Linked DNA regions of Anser cygnoides: region 1 is linked to region 2. Evidence: chromatin contacts called from public Hi-C data. All regions are on one chromosome and are shown on one strand. The core of a region is the stretch at or near the end of the contact, and the rest is flanking DNA. Distances in the headings are between cores, read along the strand shown.

The links. A called contact is a pair of places that touch in the nucleus more often than the background predicts.
Region 1: a Hi-C map of liver shows a contact between it and region 2, with 4 times the contacts expected there. The contact joins two enhancer-like sites. A contact is called at or near these places in 2 of 7 Hi-C or Micro-C datasets (both in liver).

Annotation. Positions count from the first base shown.
Region 1 is chr4:15,655,714-15,658,904 of Taihu_goose_T2T_genome, reverse strand. No RefSeq gene overlaps it. Among named protein-coding and RNA genes, the nearest start is that of C1QTNF7, 22 kb to the left of the region's middle. Within about 2 kb of position 1,929, at least 2 of the 3 cell types and tissues checked have open chromatin away from gene starts, as enhancers often do. A contact at or near this core is called in liver, where this site is marked.
Region 2 is chr4:15,412,712-15,416,013 of Taihu_goose_T2T_genome, reverse strand. No RefSeq gene overlaps it. Among named protein-coding and RNA genes, the nearest start is that of CPEB2, 170 kb to the left of the region's middle. Within about 2 kb of position 1,438, at least 1 of the 3 cell types and tissues checked has open chromatin away from gene starts, as enhancers often do. A contact at or near this core is called in liver, where this site is marked.

The sequences.
Region 1 (3,191 bases), core at 680-3,179, 240 kb before region 2:
CCTTCCATCAGTGGGCTTCCCAAAAGGGTACATTAACATATGAAGCCCCATAGATTTTGGGAGGGCAGAGGAAGACAATTGCTCAGAAAGGGACAGTTTACCAGACTGTGATTGCTGGCTGTGAAGTCTGCTAGCAACATTCAAGGAGCAAAGTCCTTATTTCTCCCTTCCCTCACCATTTTCCAGTGGACCCTGAGGAGTGTGGTGCCTTTGGCACTTGGAAGTGACAGGTGCAGATGGGGCTGTTCCATGAATTGCAAATATCCAGAGGTTCAAATGCCACAGCTGAAAAGGTTTGCTTTTCTGTTTTTTATTTATTTATTTATTTATTTATTTTTTATTTATTTATTTATTTTTGGTAGTGCCATAAATAAAGTGTCTTTATGTCCCCATTTCACATCATGCACTGAGAACTTTCTCAGGGACACCTGAAATGCCCCAGTTTTTCATTGCTCCTATCAAAACATTTTTCTAAATAATTACAGAGCGTTAAAAATGGATTGCTGTACCCAGGGGAATTTGCTCTTTGTTTGCCAGGAACAAATAGGCCAAGAGAATGAGTGTTCAGCATCACGAGTGGTGTTTGAAGGAAAGAGCAAAGTCAAAAGCATGTCGGCACCACCAGAGATGCTCTGTTTTCAAAGTGAATTTTTATTACACATTGTCAAGGTTGCATGAGAAATTCCCACATGTAATGCTCCTTGGCTAGGAGCAAGGAGTAATCTCCTCCTGTGGGAGTGATGCACGTGATGTTGTTGACCCAGAGGAATTTTTATATATATATATATAGATTTTTTTTTTTTTGAAGTGACCTCTTCATAACTATTTCTTTGCTTCTTAAGATGTTGCTTCCAAACTGGCACTGGGTTTTGATTACAGCTGTCACCTTCATAGTGGTTTGCACTTCATTAGCATTACCGTGCCTCCTCTTGAGAATCCCCAGGCCCTGAGCAAACACAAACCTAGAAATGCTAAAAGCATCCTGCTGCCATCAGTACCTCTGCAAATTGCTTTTCACTTTTAGAGCATCCTTTCTGAGTTATGAGTGCCTGAAAAATCTATTACTGTAGCAGTGATGCTGGGTGGCAATAAGAGGGGAAGTAGGCTCAGCACGTCTGGTTTTCCTTAGAAGTTGGCCTAAAACCTCTTGCACCCCACCCCCAGCTACTCTCCTTTCACCCCCAGGAGAGGTCCAGGATGCACTGATTCCCTTCATGGCTGGCGGGCCAGTGCACATCCCATGGGGGATGCCATCCTGCAGCCCTCCACCCATACTTGTACTTCTTTTATTAATTCCTTCTGGGTGCCTGAATTCATGTTAAGGGGCTTCTGACACCTCCTTGCACGCATTAATCAATAGGTAGCATGTATGTGTACACATACTGGGGCTCCAGGGACAAGTGCTTTTTACTGTTTCCATCCCTCTCTCCCTGTTAATCTCTCTGGTTGTTTGTTCCTTCCACTTGCTGTGTCTTGCCTTAAATTAAACCATAAGCCCTTCATCACAGGAGATGCCTTTTATTGTGGGTTGTTGGGAGGGGTTTTGCAGAGAATCCAGAGCGTCAGGCAGGGCTCTCCAGGCACCACTGAAATAATAATGAAGTAGTTTCACCAAGGTGGGACCAGAGAGGACTGTCGGCTAGGTTGGAATTCTTCTTGTCCCTGAAAATTGCCTAGGTAATAAGATAGCTGCTTTAAAATTGCTTGGGGTATCCCACAGGATTCTGTTTTGACTCTGATTTCCATTTCCAGCACATGTTCTGCCATTTGGCCAGCACGATCCACCCGTGCGAGCTAATTTAAGGTTGCTAAACAGATGACACAGAACATACATCTTTTATATTTGATCTCTGCACTGGTAAGTTCTCTGACTGATGGTTAATCTTAACTTATAATAGGATTTGCCCACACTCTCCCAAGAGCGGGATATTGGTCTGCAACAAAACGGCAGCCTTGGGTGGAAGCGCACCGGGGGAAATGTAGCACAGTTAATTCGTGTGCTTTGGCTTCTTGTCCTCTGGAATGATACTGGGCTTTCTAGCTAACATGGGTTTAATGTTGGTGTTAATTGCACATGTTGGAAGGTTTGACCAAGTTTGTAATAGTGCAATACCATGCTACTGTGAATTTGAGCACTGTTGCCATTTTCTTGTGCAGGTCAGCAAGTAACTCCTGATCTGTTAGACACGAGCCAGACAGTAGCAGCCGGACAGTGAGGTGTGTGTCCCTTCCCACCTCTCCTCCCTATCTGAAATCCTCCCTATTTTGGTCAAAGGGTAGGGTGCCAGGGGTGGTCAGGTTTAGGTACTAACTTGTTGTCGTGGCAGTTCTCTGGGGTTGAACGCCTGTTGTACATTAACTAACCTGTACTAGGGAAGAAAGGTCACATATGCAACGTCAAAAAACACACAATCCACACACACAAAACCACCAAGTCATCTGGGCTACGTGTTTGAGACCTGGGCTGACCCACTTTTCTATTGAACTGTATTTCTGTACCAGACAGGGTTGCCCCACAGGGAGAAAATCTTTGTACAAATGACCATAGAATCAGAACATCCCGAGTTGGAAGGGACCCACAAGGATCATCGAGTCCGACTCCTGGCTATACACAGGACCACCCAAAAATCAGACCATGTGTCTGAGAGCGTTATCCAAACTTTTCTTGAGCTCTGGCAGGCTTGGTGCCTTGACCACTGCCCTGGGGAGCCTGTCCCAGTGCCCGACCACCCTCTGGGTGCAGAACCTTTCCCTAACCCCCAGCCTGACCCTCCCCTGTCCCAGCTCCATGCCGTTCCCTCGGGTCCTGTCGCTGTCCCCAGAGAGCAGAGCTCAGCGCCTGCCCCTCCGCTCCCCTCGTGAGGGAGCTGCAGGCCGCCATGAGGCCTCCCCTCAGCCTGCTCTCTCTGGGCCTCTGGCAAGGGACCTCAGTCCTTTCCTCATATGTCTTCCCCTCCAGACCCTTCACCATCTTTGTAGTTCTCCTTTGGACACTCTCTAATAGTTTTATGTCCTTCTTATGTTGTGGTGCCGAAAACCGCACACAGTAAAGATGTCATTGTAGCCCATGCGGGATATTTATTAGCGAGGACCACTTCACAGGGCCTGGATCCCACTGTCATCTGGTCCTTTGCGAATATACTGTCAAGGCAGTTAATCGCAGATTTAGTGTTGTGCCTTTTTTGTTTGGT
Region 2 (3,302 bases), core at 189-2,688:
ACTTCTCTCTTTCTTGATAGCTCTCAAAGCAGTCTGGTCCAGTGTAAAGCATGGAGGGATAAGTCTGACCTAGAAAAAAATGGCATAAAAATACTGTCTGCTTACTGCCAGTGTTGAACAGCTGTATTTTTGCCTGGGTATATGTAACAACCTGTCTCCAAGGAGGAAGGAGCCTCCAATCTCAGTATGGATGCACAACTTCAGCTTTATTCCATCACCTCTCTTTAGAAACCACATCCCGCTGACTCTAGTAGCAACATCTCAGGGAAGACCCAGACAACCTGGATGCTATTTTAATTCCAGCCTAGTGTAATTATGCTCTTGGATAACCTTTTGCATCACTTACGTGATGAATTGGCTGGACCAGGATACCACCGTTGATCCTTTATATAATGCTTCTAGCAACTGCCCCACTCCTGATCCTCTTGGAGTGCTTAATATCTCAGTTTGTCAGAGTTTACCTCTCTGGTACTTGGTAAAGATTTGCTGTTGATGTTACTGTCAGCACTTACCACAAGTTTTCACTACTAAAGATATAAGGTTAGCCAGAGGTAAAAAAGCTCAATGAGTCTTTTCAAAGCAGGGTAATGACTGCTCTTATTTGACATATTATTAAAGATTTCTTCCAAGTTTTAACCCAGAGTACACAAGAGAAAGTCTGCTGCCAGCTAAAGGCAGATGGGTGCAAGCAATTCTATGTCAGTTTCTGAGCAAAGATGTTGGCTGTCTGATGGCTGTCCTGTGTGCAGGCAGAATCTCCCACTTGCTATGTATATCTTGCATTAGCACGTTGCAAAAATCTGGTTCCCATTGTAAATATCAGCAGACTTCTCATTTCAAATGTGCAGTAAAACAGAGTGGGGCAAGACATATTGTCCAGCTGCAGCTCAGTAAGGGATTTCCTTCATTTGTTCAGTGCACTGGCCTGTTGAGATTGCTTAGGTAAAAAACAAAGCAGGCTTTTTTTTTTTTTATATACAGGTCACTTGGATCTGAAAGTGAATTACAACATCAGCTGTTCTGACAAGCCAAAAGGAATATTTTTAGTTCCACAGTTAGTAAACCAAATCAGCAGGACATGACTTTTTGCTTGTTCTCTGTGAAAACCAACTGTTCCCTAGTGCTGGAGGTGAAAGGGTACATTTTTGTTTTGGCACATGGAATGAGTGAATTTCAGCCACTTCACTGTTCTAGCAGAGCTCATTCTCAGAGGAAAACTTGGTGGGTAATCAGAAGTATCTGGAACTGCCAGTTATCTGGCCTTTATCTATAGAGTATTTAAAAAGTAGCTAAATAAGTTGATAATGAGCTATTGAAGGTTATTGTCCCTTATATAAAACATGGAGCAGGAATGCCACAGCTTTGTGGCCTATTTGATGCTTACATCTTGCTACAGCTTCAGCAAGGTCCCTGTTGAAGCACAAGCACCCCAAGGCATGATGGGCACCTGCAGAAATCTGGGATGACAAATCATTCCTCTCACTTTCCTTTTACGTTTGGTACAAGATGAGACAGAGAAATGAGGGAGAATCACTGTGACCCAAGCCATAGAGCAAAAATAATGCAACTGATTCCTCCAATGTTTTATAGAAATCTGTAGTGAAATGACGGTGTCATATAAGATCAGAAAACCCTTCTAGTAAATGTGCCTGATTTGCTGAGAGATTAGATCAGCATTTTGCAACTTGGAAAAGGGATGAATGAAGGGAAGACGCTAAAATTATGTGAAATTGTGAAAGGGACAGAAAAAAAAATACGGAAAAATTATTTACTATTTCATACAGTTTCATTAGCTGTCTTTTAATTCTTGCATGACTTAACTAATCTGGGGAAGACTTTACCTTTTTGCCACAGAACATTTTGGATGTTAAAAGTCCAAATGGCTGCAAAAAGCAGTTACCTGGATTCATGGAAAACAAAGGTCCTCAAGGGCTGCCAAACACTGAGAAGGATACAACATCTAGCTTAGGAAGCCCTGCACCTCTGACAGCTAGATGCACCAGAGAGACTACACAAGTATGCTTGTCCTTATCCTATAGTCTTTCCTTATACATTAATTCCACATTTTGATCTGAATACACTTTTGGTCTTTCAGTTTCAGTATTCTTAAAAGCAACTTCTTTTGTTAAAGGAAAGGAGGAAAAGGTCCTGTTTGATGACTGTCAATTAGTGTTTGAAGTCTTCTTTTCATGCTTCTCTTACATCCACAAAATAGCAAATTCAGAGGAGAAGGTGTCAATTAAATGAAGTTTCAGTGGTAATAAGTAAAGCAGGAGGAATTACTCATATCTAGGGTCTTAATTCTTCCCAGAAAAAAGTGTCCTCTTCTGTGTGAAAAATTTCTGAAAGTTCAACAGTGGAGGAAAGACACTCATTTCGTAACTAAGACAAATCATAATTTGCCATAACTCTTCTGTGCTTTTTTATTCTCTGATGTTCCCTAAAACTTTTTGATGTATTTCAAAAGCCACACAAGTTTGGGTGAACCACAATTAGTATCGTATTGCCTCTGTCCACACAGTTTTAAGTTAATTTTTTAAAAGATATTTCCATTCACATTCAGTGTCTTTTAACGTGGGCTGTATATGATAATGTAAAACTGCTGGCTACATGAACTGAAGCCCTGTCTTTAGAGCTGAGTACTTGGTATTAAGGATTTCCCACTGTTGCTCTACTGTAACTTTTCAGATTGATAGATTCATCTGGATAACATACCTGCTGGCACTGGAACGGGTTGCCAACAGAAGCTGTGGATGCCCCATCCCTGGAGGTGTTCAAGGTCAGGCTGGATGGGGCCTTGGCCAACTTGATCCAGTGGGTGGCATCCCTGTCTGTGGCAGGGGGGTTGGAGTTAGATGATCCTTAAGGTCCCTTCCAACCCAAGCCATTCTAGGATTCTATGATTAACTGTTAATATGGGCTTTGTGAATGTTGCAGGCCTGGGAAATATGGGATGTCTCAGAGGAATCAGGGTTCCCCTTGGTGCTCTTTCCTGGCTTTGGCAGGAGCAGAGTTAGGACATATTTAAACTCTCTTTAATCCCTGGCCCCTTAGTGTAGTTTTAGGGACTTTTCTGAATGGTGAATTTGATCTCCTGGGGTCTCCCTGCTCCACCTCCAGCCCTCTGGCTAGCACACGAACCACATGGTGGGTTATGAACAGCCTTGTGGTCTGCCTCTGCAAAGCTGCAGAGGAGGATGGTACAATGCCTTTACCAACATTACTCATACAGAGAATTCTTAAAGGAAGGTTATTACAAGATCTTTCTAGAGGAACTATTGAAAAGGGAGGGCAGTTTCTCC